3 separate regions of the Mus musculus genome follow, and all the other regions are linked to region 1. A link is a contact called in public Hi-C and HiChIP or PLAC-seq data. All regions are on one chromosome and are shown on one strand. The core of a region is the stretch at or near the end of the contact, and the rest is flanking DNA. Distances in the headings are between cores, read along the strand shown. Region 1 has its middle 66 kb from the start of Dock10. Region 2 overlaps Dock10 (dedicator of cytokinesis 10). Region 3 holds the start of Dock10 (dedicator of cytokinesis 10).

The links. A called contact is a pair of places that touch in the nucleus more often than the background predicts. HiChIP or PLAC-seq counts read pairs in DNA pulled down with a chosen protein or histone mark.
Region 2: a contact with region 1 is called in a Hi-C map of the N1E-115 cell line, with 5 times the contacts expected there. The contact joins two enhancer-like sites. A contact is called at or near these places in 1 of 15 datasets of contacts at CTCF or cohesin (CD8 T cells), 10 of 484 Hi-C or Micro-C datasets (the Ba/F3 cell line, the C10 cell line, CD4 T cells and 7 more) and 2 of 115 datasets of contacts at active chromatin or transcription factors (CD8 T cells and neural progenitor cells).
Region 3: a contact with region 1 is called in an H3K27ac HiChIP or PLAC-seq map of neural progenitor cells, with 6 times the contacts expected there. The contact joins the promoter of Dock10 here to the enhancer-like site in region 1. A contact is called at or near these places in 2 of 39 promoter capture datasets (the C10 cell line and macrophages), 1 of 15 datasets of contacts at CTCF or cohesin (CD8 T cells), 5 of 484 Hi-C or Micro-C datasets (cortical glia, forebrain, macrophages and 2 more), 8 of 115 datasets of contacts at active chromatin or transcription factors (CD8 T cells, bone marrow-derived dendritic cells, bone marrow-derived macrophages and 4 more) and 1 of 9 other capture datasets (liver).

Annotation. Positions count from the first base shown.
Region 1 is chr1:80,822,419-80,825,940 of GRCm38.p6, forward strand. No RefSeq gene overlaps it. Among named protein-coding and RNA genes, the nearest start is that of Dock10, 66 kb to the left of the region's middle. Within about 2 kb of position 1,758, at least 27 of the 459 cell types and tissues checked have an H3K27ac peak or open chromatin away from gene starts, as enhancers often do. A contact at or near this core is called in the N1E-115 cell line, cortical glia, neural progenitor cells and 1 more, where this site is marked.
Region 2 is chr1:80,728,954-80,732,475 of GRCm38.p6, forward strand. All of the region lies in intron 1 of Dock10 (dedicator of cytokinesis 10), which reads right to left. Among named protein-coding and RNA genes, the nearest start is that of Dock10, 28 kb to the right of the region's middle. Within about 2 kb of position 1,923, at least 34 of the 459 cell types and tissues checked have an H3K27ac peak or open chromatin away from gene starts, as enhancers often do. A contact at or near this core is called in the N1E-115 cell line and neural progenitor cells, where this site is marked.
Region 3 is chr1:80,756,655-80,760,176 of GRCm38.p6, forward strand. It overlaps Dock10 (dedicator of cytokinesis 10), which reads right to left and starts at 1,899. Exons shown (of 56, transcript NM_175291.4): 1 at 1,672-1,899. The coding sequence starts at 1,794.

The DNA of each region.
Region 1 (3,522 bases), core at 508-3,007:
TCCCCCCCTCTCTCTCTGTGTATGTGTATTCTTATTCTTCACAGTTAATGTATTATATACTTTTGGTACACTGTGTGCTTTCACATTGTAATGTCCAGTGATCCCCTTAACCCTTTTATTCATTAAAAGCATTTCATAAAGGTTAAGCATCTTGCTCAAAGGAAAAAGCTCTAACCATGAGGGCTCCTCTATAAACTCTGCTCAGTTTCATACCAAGCTTGTGTAAGGCTGCTCCACTAAACTACATCCAATGGATTCCCATTTGTAGAATGGCACAGAATAATTCCAAACGCTGCCTTACGTATTGATCCACTTAACAAAATCAAATAATTGCTACTTCCTTTACAAAATGTATATAAAGAATTATAGACATACGTGCTAGAAATGTCCATTCAAGTAAAGAAACATTTGGTCTTGAAGGCTGTTGAAATCTGATTTCTGTCACATCTGTGATCCAGAAGTCGCTAAGGCCTGGAATTTCTCTAATAGGCTTGGTTGTTGTTTGCTTGAGACAGGTTCTCACTAGGTAGCCTGGGATCTCTATGTAGATTAGGCTGGCCTCAAACTCATAGACATCCATCTGTTGTTACCTTCCACGTGCTAGAATTCATGTGCACCATGCCTGGCAGAGGTAATTCAACAGAGAGACGAATAGATGTTACATTGTTTATAAAATGCTCGGTATGACATTTGCTATACTTGCCAGACAGGAAGACTGTATTTTCCAATGCTTCTCACCAAGTGCCAAAACCATGGCAACTATTAATTTTCAATACTCCTGAGAGGCCAGTAATTTATAGCACAGAAATAAACTCACAAGGAAATTGTTTAGAATCTACAAATGGATTACACTACAACTGAGGTCTCTTAGGTAAAGTGAGTTTAATGTATGACTGCTGATGATATCAGGGAATTTTTTTTCTGGGTAATCCCACTGGAATTCCCCACTGTGCCCTGTGTCCCACTCCCAGTGACTTTGTGGAGCACTGTCATGCTTCACCGTACAATGATGCCACATTTGTAATTATTTACCACTGTGTTTAGCATATTAGCTATAATTGGGTTGTTTCCAATAAGCTTTGACAGAAATTGCAGAATTTCACATAGTAAATTATGTGCTCCCACAGGCCAGAGCATTGTCTGAACAATATAATGCATTTGTAGCAGAATAAATGTGCAATGTTTTCAAGAATTTTTGAAGCATATTTCCAGATAGTTGTAGTTCTAGCTTGAATTTTTTTTTGTTTGTTTGTTAAATCTAGAAGAGAGGATGTAGGGAAAAATAGTACTATGAAATAATTTAAAATTCATTAAAATTCTTTGCATATTTCCACACTTTTTTTTCAAAAGAAACTTTTCATGGCATAACTGTGAAGCTTCCTAAAGTGATCTCATAGTCACTCAATTAGTATTTCAGCCCAGAATTTTCCTATTCAACATCTGCCAGAAAATGGAAAACAAAGAAAATTTAGTAATGGTCCCGAGATCTGCAGCATGCGCTGAGCTGCATGTACAATCTCTCCCGCATTTTGTAAGGGTAAGAAAGGGATGGCGAATGGAATCACAAAGCAATAACAAGAATTACTTTCTCATCTTGCTTGGCATGATGGGGGAGGGAGGAAAATCAACAAGAAAACCAAGACAATGCATGTACTGACTCTGCAGGTGTGTGGCGACATCATAACAAAGGGACATTATTCCCTAGCCTCTTTCTTGTGGTGTCATCATTTGTACTGAAACACAAAGACATACACAAGTGCCCAGGGCTGGCATGGCTTCTGTGCCTTCCTCACCAGGGAGCCTGAATTAGGTCAGAGAGGAGTCAGGTGGGAGGAGTCTGTAAGGCAATTTTAGCTGCCAGCTGAATATCCAAGAGGCAAAGGGAAAATAAAAGAAATAAAGCTTCAAGCCTAGGGCTAGTCTATGGCTATGCGATTCTGTCACTTAGCTTTGATGTGGCTTTTTTTCCCCTCTTTTGTTTTTTAGAGACAGGGTTTCTCTATGCAGCCCTGGCTTACTTGGCACTCTGTAGACCAGGCTGGCCACTCACAGAGATTCTCCTGCCTCTTCTTCCTGGGTGTTGGGATTAAAGGCATGTGCCATTGCCACCCAGCTTATGTTTATTTTTCAAGTATCCTGAAATTGTTTTATTGATAATGTGAGGTAAACCAAAGCAAGACAATGTTCTCTCTCTCTCTGTCTCTGTCTGTCTCTGTGTCTCTGTCTCTCTCTGTCTCTCTGTCTCTCTGTCTCTCTGTCTCTGTCTCTCTGTCTCTCTGTCTCTCTCTGTCTCTCTCTGTCTCTCTCTGTCTCTCTCTGTCTCTCTCTGTCTCTGTCTCTGTCTCTGTCTCTGTCTCTGTCTCTCTCTCTCTCTCTCTCCCGCTAATAGCAGTACATGATTCAGATGTACTTAGGAACTCTCTGGCCCTTAGTGTCCCCTTTGGAAAGTCATAAGACAGCAGCTGAACAACTCCCAAAGTGAATCCTTCCTACAGTCTTGAACCCAACACACATAACTTGGCATTGTTAAATTTACTGATTTAATTCAATTTTATATCAAGTCTATTAGGTTATCAGAATTTAGTATTCAATTTCTGATTAGCCAAGGAATTTGGAGCACCAATATCTAGTACTTGATTAGATCTTTGCAAATATATTAGTTGGTGCTCTTGGTTAGCTTCTGTAGTTCATTCTCTTTACAGACTAAGGAAAGATTATAAAGTGTCAGTGATCTTTGTTATGTAAACCATAGTTCTTGATATTTATCTATGGTTTCAAATAAAACCTTGTTCTCAAATAGTTCTAAAACCATAATTCTTGTAGATCAAATATGTCAGTAAATCTTTGTTCTTTTCATAGTGTCAGAAGATGTTTGCATTCATCTCTGAGAAGCACATTGCACATTTGTGCAGCCACCTGAGGTTGCTTCTCAATAATATTCCCTTGTCACATGGTTAATCTTCCAGTAGTTTCTCTCTATCTAAGCACAAGGAACCTATGCTTTAAAGGGGAGCCAAAACAGTCTAATATGTTACAAGTCCCTCTCATCTAACATCTCAGCCATTCAGTGCACTGCAGCCAATGCTGGCAGCTGGCTTCTTTTTCTTTAAGTCTGATGGTTTCCAAGATAGCTACTTCATCCACAATGGATATAGTTGGGAGTTCTAGGAATTTAAATCCTGTTTCTCCCAGTTCTCATTTGCTGGTCCCCAGGAACTATTTCACAAGTACTCTCGAGTCTTAGTTCCCTCAACAGAGTAATTCTGAAATGCATTTTCCTTTGAGAGTAAATCGTGATTGTCTCCTGTAGTAGTTGGCTTAATAACATGCATTGTTGGCTCCCTTTTTAAAGCTTTTAATTATGTATATAGTCAATAAGTTCTCAGAGTGCTTTGCAAGCCAAGGATAGGGTTAAATAAGGGTTCTCAGGGCTCACTTTGGTAAGGGAAAAAGTACACGGAGAGCGTGAAACTATTCATAATTTTCTTCAACAAAGGTTTCTTTATGTATTTGTGTGTGATG
Region 2 (3,522 bases), core at 673-3,172, 93 kb before region 1:
ATCAATGAGGGGAACAAGAGGCAGCCGTGACCACTCTGTGAGAACGAAGTTTCCTGAGACTGTTCTTCACATGGTAATGACTGACCAGGAAACAGAAAATAGAAAACTATAGCCCTCAATATCTTTCTCCACTGGCCTATCTCTGCCGGATAGGACCTATATCCCAAAGGCATCGCAAGCTCCCTGAGTGGCACCATTAGATGGGAAACAAGTTTGCAAATGCCTGAGCCTGTGGGGAACAAGGTATAGTCAGACCCTAAGACTTACATATCATTCGCATGTCTTCCCTGCCCATTGTCTCCTCTGGGTACACATCTCTACATCAACCAACTAGAGAGGATACACACAGATCAAACACCCAGACAAAGGTGCTGGCCACCACTATACATGCCTGATGCAAGTTTTTTCTAAAGGTGAAAATTTTAGCATTCGAGTCAGATGGTTTGCATGGTTCAGGAAATTAACATTTTAAACAATGGATTCAAATTGAGTATAATGCTTAAAGTGTGAAGAGTGCATCCAGAAAAAGAAGTGTTGTACATTAGGAGAGCGAGGCAGACTCTGAAGCAGGACTTTCACAGTCAAGCTGAAGTTCCCCGGGCTATTTTCTTCCCAGCTGGTGTTCACCCCATATTAAACACACCAGCTCCACTATCCTGATGCTCTGTTCTTCTCTCCTGGAAACAAAATCCAAGGCCTGGAAAATGGATCAGTCAACCACCATGAAGGGACATCACAGAAAACATTTCAGGTTTTGGAAGACAGGCCCAGGAAGACAGGGCACTGACTTGCTGCAGGGCACTGTTCTCTGTGGTGGGAAGTCTGATATGGTCTTTGTCTCAGAAGATGCCCCACTCAGAAGATGCCCCACTCAGAGTCTTATCACAGCAAGCTGGTCTTAGTGAATCACCAGCTTAAAGACTTCACAACAATGAACATTAGTTGAAATAAAAAGGCATACAATGATAATGATGTAGTTGTCAAAAAAATCTTGTAGCTATATACAAAGTAGAAAAGATAGACATCTAAACTCCTTTTCTTGCTCCTGAGAGGAAAGACCTCAGAGGCCCCAACACAAACATACCAACTAGGGGTATTCAGTTCAGATATCCTTAAAGTGGCTACTTTCTTATCTGCCAGAGAGGAAATAAAAAATTGAAAATCAGGTTGACCTAACATATACAGAATAACTTATAGCTTAATTCTTTAACTTATAGAAATAGTTTAATTCTTTCTTTTCTTTTCTTTTTGTTTTTTGGAGGCAGTTCTGCAACATATTTGACATTAATCAGGTTAGTTATCATACCCCTTGACCGTCTGTAGATTTCTGAATGTGGTAACAGGTATGTAAATTTTTAAAGTGTTTTAAATATTGAGGTCAAGGCCACCAGTGACCATGGTGCTCACTGGAAGTCATTGCTCACCGGAAGTCATCTGCGGTTATGACTGCAGGACCTGTGTGGTTTCCTTTTGCAATAAAATATTCATATTAGAGGTTTTAATGTTGATTAAAAAAAACCTTTAAAACAGAACACATTTTCAATAATCCTGGGTTTCAAAGAGAAGGCTTGCAACTTCTGTAAAGAAACTCAGTCATGTCAAAAGCTGAGCGAGAAGCTGGAACATCAGGCAACTAATGGGGACACCATATCTGTACACAAGGTACCACAGGCCTAACTTATTCTGAAAGAAAGCTGCAGAAAGCTGCAGCTGCTGTGGGGCAGAAGTTCCTGAAAGTCCGGCCAAGACTCAGCCATAGACTGCTTGCTCAGATGGGTGAAGTCCTAGGCTCTGTCTTCAGATGTGGGAAAGTAAAGAGAGACAGAATGAAAACAATATGAGCCATTCACAGGATGTGCCCAAAGAGAAAACCGCAGCAGGGCTGACTCTGTGCAGCCATACACGGCCCAGCAGAAGAGTAACAAAGTTCCTGCTAAATCCACTAGGCAGGAAGTACAAGTAGGACCTGAAGGTGACGTCGCATGGTACAACCTCATTGCTACCAAGAACAATCCAGTATTAGTAGGCCTTGTGTCCAGATTTCTCAGGAAATACTCCATTTATTCAGACTTGCTGTTCATAAGCAGGATAAAACCGCTCCCTTCAGTTACACAAAAGGGGACTTGGAATACAGACATCAGGATTTGACACGGGTTATGTTGAAAGCTAATGGTTAAAGACCCTCCGTCTGGGTTTTATAATTACTCTGATCCAAAACATGATGGACAGCCATCAGACTTGATTCCTTCACAGCAACTGGAGACAAGAGTTATTCTGAACAACGCTTTGGTTTTAAAAAGAGGTCTGGAAAACATTTGCAGGCATGCCTGTGCACTAGTACGGGAGAATGCATACAGCAACCAAAAGACGTTCCTAAGTTCTTTCCAATTCAGCCATAATGTCATGCTGAATTCCATCTGCCTCCACTTTACTTGCAAATTAAAGACAATTCCTTAATCCTTTAATGTATTTATAAGGTAACATGTGTTTTCTCTGTTTTATACTCCATGGCTGAAAAACCAGAATGTCAAGAGGACTCTAATTTTACATCAGATAAGCCAAACGAGTTTCTGGAACATACCAAAGCTGACAATTGGTGCTCACTTATCTCATTCAATACCTGTAACGAATTACTATAATAATGTGAGCCATGGTGGAGCAGTGCTCTGCAGACAACGCAACTCATCCCTTGTCTTTTAAAAATAATCTTCGTAAAACACACACACAAATTAGCTGTGGTGACTATGGCCTCCATTTTTACCGAAAGAAGGTTGCAGCTGTTTACGGTTCTGCTGTTAAAGGACATCACCTGGAAGCCCTGGACATGCAAGAAAGCATAGACATGTAGTCTCCTGACCAGCTACAATAGGGTTAAATGAAATCTCAGTCCTGATCAATACCTGGAGTTAACTCACATCAGACACTGTGCACTTCATTGTCTTGTTAAGATCAAACTCTTCTTCTTTCTACCCCAAAAGCAGAATGTTTAGCTCTCAATAGAAAAAGAACCTGGTGGATGAAGGGGATCAGCAGAGTCTGCTAACTGCAAATATCCCTTGATTTCTCAGAAGTAGATTTATTGTTGCTTTTATGGGATACTCGAGTGGTGGCAATTCTTGCCAATCTCCAAAATAGGTCTCTAGTTTCTTTATTCTCTTTTCTGTGGACTTCAGTAAGCTGCCACTTAGACAATAGCAAAAATTTAGTAATTCAAAATTTCCCAGAGGTCAGCCAGAATAAAAAAATATTATTTGTAGTAACAAATATGAAATACAGCTTAAAGGCTCAACAGAGGGGGAAAAATGTCGACAGCTGAAGGAAAAAATTCCCCATATTAATTGTACACTTTAAACTGTCTTATTCTTTGTCACTAGGAATATTTTATGATGTCATTTATTCCCTAGGCATAGCAGATGTCAGGGCAGTCCAAAAACTTTTCTTAAGTATCTTTTGGAATTAAAGAAAAATTTTGAGATAGAATTTTGGATAATTCTTTGTTTATAAAAAGTTTGGTTGGTTAAA
Region 3 (3,522 bases), core at 649-3,148, 66 kb before region 1:
ATCTTGAGACCCTTTGATACAGTTCCTCAAGTTGTGGTGACTCCTCCACCCCCAACCAGAAAGTTACTTTTGTTACTACTTCATATCTGGAATTTTGCTACTTTTATGAATTGTCAGGTAACTGTGTTTCCCAAAGGTCTCAGGCAACCCCTGTGGAAGGGGGGTCCTTTGAACCCCAAAGGGTCAAGACTCAGAGGTTGAGAACCACTGCTTTACAAGGTAAAATTACTGTCTTATGTGTGTCTGATTCTGTAATAGCTCCACCCGCTTTTCAGAATGGCCCGTTTTTGACAGTTTGTCTGTTCTTCCTTAAAAATATGCATACAGATATCAAAACCACAGGCTGGCACTGTCAAGGGATTAGGTAACAGTTGAATTGTCTCTGGCAGCTGCATATTGCAGCCAGTGGTGAGGGAAAGGGAAGGAAAGGGCAGCCTGGCTACCAGTTCTTTTCACACTCCAGGCTTCCCCATCCCCCACCCCCACCCCCCACCCTCTGTGCATTTGCTGCTCTGGTCCCTCTGCCAGGCAATTTGCTTCCGCTCTGTTCAGCTTCCCGACCTCTGGCTTTAAGAGAGGCTTCTGGCTGTGGGAACTGGCTCTGACCAGATCTGGCTCCCTCCTCTTCGGTGACTGGCAAAGGCAACACTTTGACACTCTTAAATAGGGTTGTTTAATTCCTAATGGTATTTACTGGCAAAAAAAAGGAAAATGAAACCCACAACGAGGATTCTGGTCCAACAAAGTCAGGCCAAGAGCTCCGTGGCTGAGCCCCACTCTTGCTGGAAGGCTACTCCCTACGGGCTACCCATTTCTACCACAGTTGATGTGCGCTCCCTGCTTGCTGCTTTCATCCCTTAGTGTGACACCTACTGGAATTTATGAATATCTCGTGATGCACGGGTATGATTTGGGCACCTGATGCTGGCTTTTGCCTCAGGGACTTCCCGCGGAAATCACCCAATACTTAGAAGGCATTTCGACAAGGAAGTAACCAGGGGAAACCTTCTGGAAGGAGATTCCCGTGAAATCGCTTCAAAACACACCAGAAGCCACTGGCTACTTAATAACCCACGTCCCCTTCATCCCAGTTTCCCCCAGCTCTTTCTGCAACAGTATAAAGTGGCTGGTTGGGTTCCAGCCTGTGGGGGGAGGGAGATCTGTGCAAATTGCAGATTTTCCTCACTAGATAGAAGGTGGGGGTTTCAGCTTTGGTCTGGCTGAAGAGCTAGCTCACTACATCTTTTCTAGGTTCCACGGGGAGGAGAGGGGCGCGCAGACTTGTGGATCTACAGGTTCCATCCATTTAGCTCCCCCCACCCCTTTATCCCGCCCCCACCCGCCGCCCCAGGTCCCTGTCACCCTGTCACCTTGAGCCAGACTGGATGCATTCCCGCCTCCTCCACCCCCCTTAAAACGTAGGCACACGCTCTCCCACGCAGCTGCTCATCTAAGCGTCCCGCGTTCCTAAAGTCCCCCAATGCGCCTCTGGTCCTTAATTCTTTGGTGACACTGCTTGGAGGAGGTGACTCCGGGGTCGCTCTGTGGGGGAGCGAATTCGGGGTGGAGGACAAGCTAGCTCCCGTGCAGGGGCTCACAGGGCTGGCGACAAGGCCTGTCTGGGGTCCCTGGGCAAGCCCCGCCGTGGCGCGAGGGACGCAGGGCACTCACCCGCTGCTGCTGACGGCTGCTGACGGCCACCGCGGCGGCAGACGCGGCGCTGTGCCGGAGCTCGGCCGCCTGTCCCGGTCTCAGCAGGCTCCGGGTGAACCTGCGGGTCCGCTCCCCGGCCATCGCGGGCCGTGCCGCTCGCGCCTCGGCCCCGGAGCGAGTGTGTCCCGCCGGTCCCCTGGCCGCGCCAGCCTGTTCTACCCACCCGCCGTTCAGGAAGCGGAACTCAGAGCCTTTCCCCCCCTCTTCCCCGCTCAACTCACAAGAGGCGGGTTTTTCTCGCGCGCACCCCCACTCTGCCCACCCCCTTCGCTCCCGCTCAAGCTCCGCGGCGACTTTGCAAACTCTGCGCCTCTCGGGCGGCGCGGCCAACTCTGCCTGGCTAGGGCGCATCTGCAGCGGGACGCGCGTGGGGGTGGCTCCACCCGCGCCGCCCACCCGCGACTCGGTACTGATGCCGGGCTGCCTCTGCTGGGACCTGCTTACCGCCCTATTCTCAATCCGATGCTCATAGAGGGTTGGGGATTTGGCGTTTTTTTGAGGATCAGACCTACATTCTGAGGTTAGGAAGTGGAGAAGGGTTGATCTTAGGTATCCTGTGCACCCTTGGAGGTGGGTCAGAGGTTTTATTAAGTAAGGATCCCTCTGGTGGCTGGGCCCCTTACTTTGAAGTCTCTAGGGGACCCAGATTCCTTACTTGGTCTTGGGATAGTCGGTGTGAATTCACACCTTCCGCCAATTTTTCCTCAACTGCGTCCCTACTCTATACCAGCTACACTGCTCTTGTAAATAAGACCATATAGGATGGTTTACCAAATGCCTCCTTAACTTTGCATACTAATTTGAATTAAAATCTAGTGTCTATCTGGGTAATGTAAGGGATTTCAGGGTGGAAATTAGGATGAATAAGAACTGCTGTTGGGTTACAGGGTAGGGTGAGTAGGACAGGGTGGGTGGTTCTTAGTCTATTTTTCTGCTTTCTTATCAAATCCCCCCCCACCCTTGCCTCGAGCTATCTGATTAAAGTATTCTAAAATTCTTATCTGGAGTCACATGCAGGGTGGTTCTCTGCCCAGTGTGGGTGGGTGAAAGACCAAGGCTCCTGGGAGAGCTGTGTGGACATTCTGGATTTCTTAAGGGCCTTTTTGTGGATCTGTGGCCTCTGGATTTTCTAAAGTTAAAAACATTTTTTTTAGCTTGTGGTGTGCCTGGTGTTTCTCACATAGTAGGCTAACAGGCTCTCTTTGAGGAAAATCTGGGTTACACACAGTGTGACTCTGTCTTAACTTTTTGACAAACTGTAACCATTTCCCCCCCTGTTTTAGAATACTGTCTGGTGTATAGTATAACTGAATAACTCATGATTATGCACGACTCTCAAAGGCTCAGGAAGTCTGAGGCAGTCAAAGACTTGAGTGCTGAGGCAGGAGGATGGCAAGAAAAGAAAAATGGTCTAGAAGCAAAGACTGTAGTAACAGAACATGAGTCATAGTGTGTCTTGGGTACAACAGTTCAGGTTTGAATTTATTTTGCTGTGTTGAAATACTCTGGCTAAAATCAACTTGAGGAAGAGAGGATGCATTGTGCTTAGATCTGGGTGCTTTCAGTTCCGTTCATCTTATCTTACTCAGTCAAGGTCCTGATGCTCAGGGGTAGTGATGCCCACAGTGGGCTGAGCCTTCCTATATCAATCATCAATCAAGACAATCTCTCACAGATATGGCCACAGGCCAACTTGATAGTGGCGGTTCTCCAACCGAGGGTCATTCCTCCTTCCCAGGAGACTCTCGGTTGTGTCAAGTTGAACATGAGCAGAGCAATACACTGAATAGCACATGCAACCATGTCTTC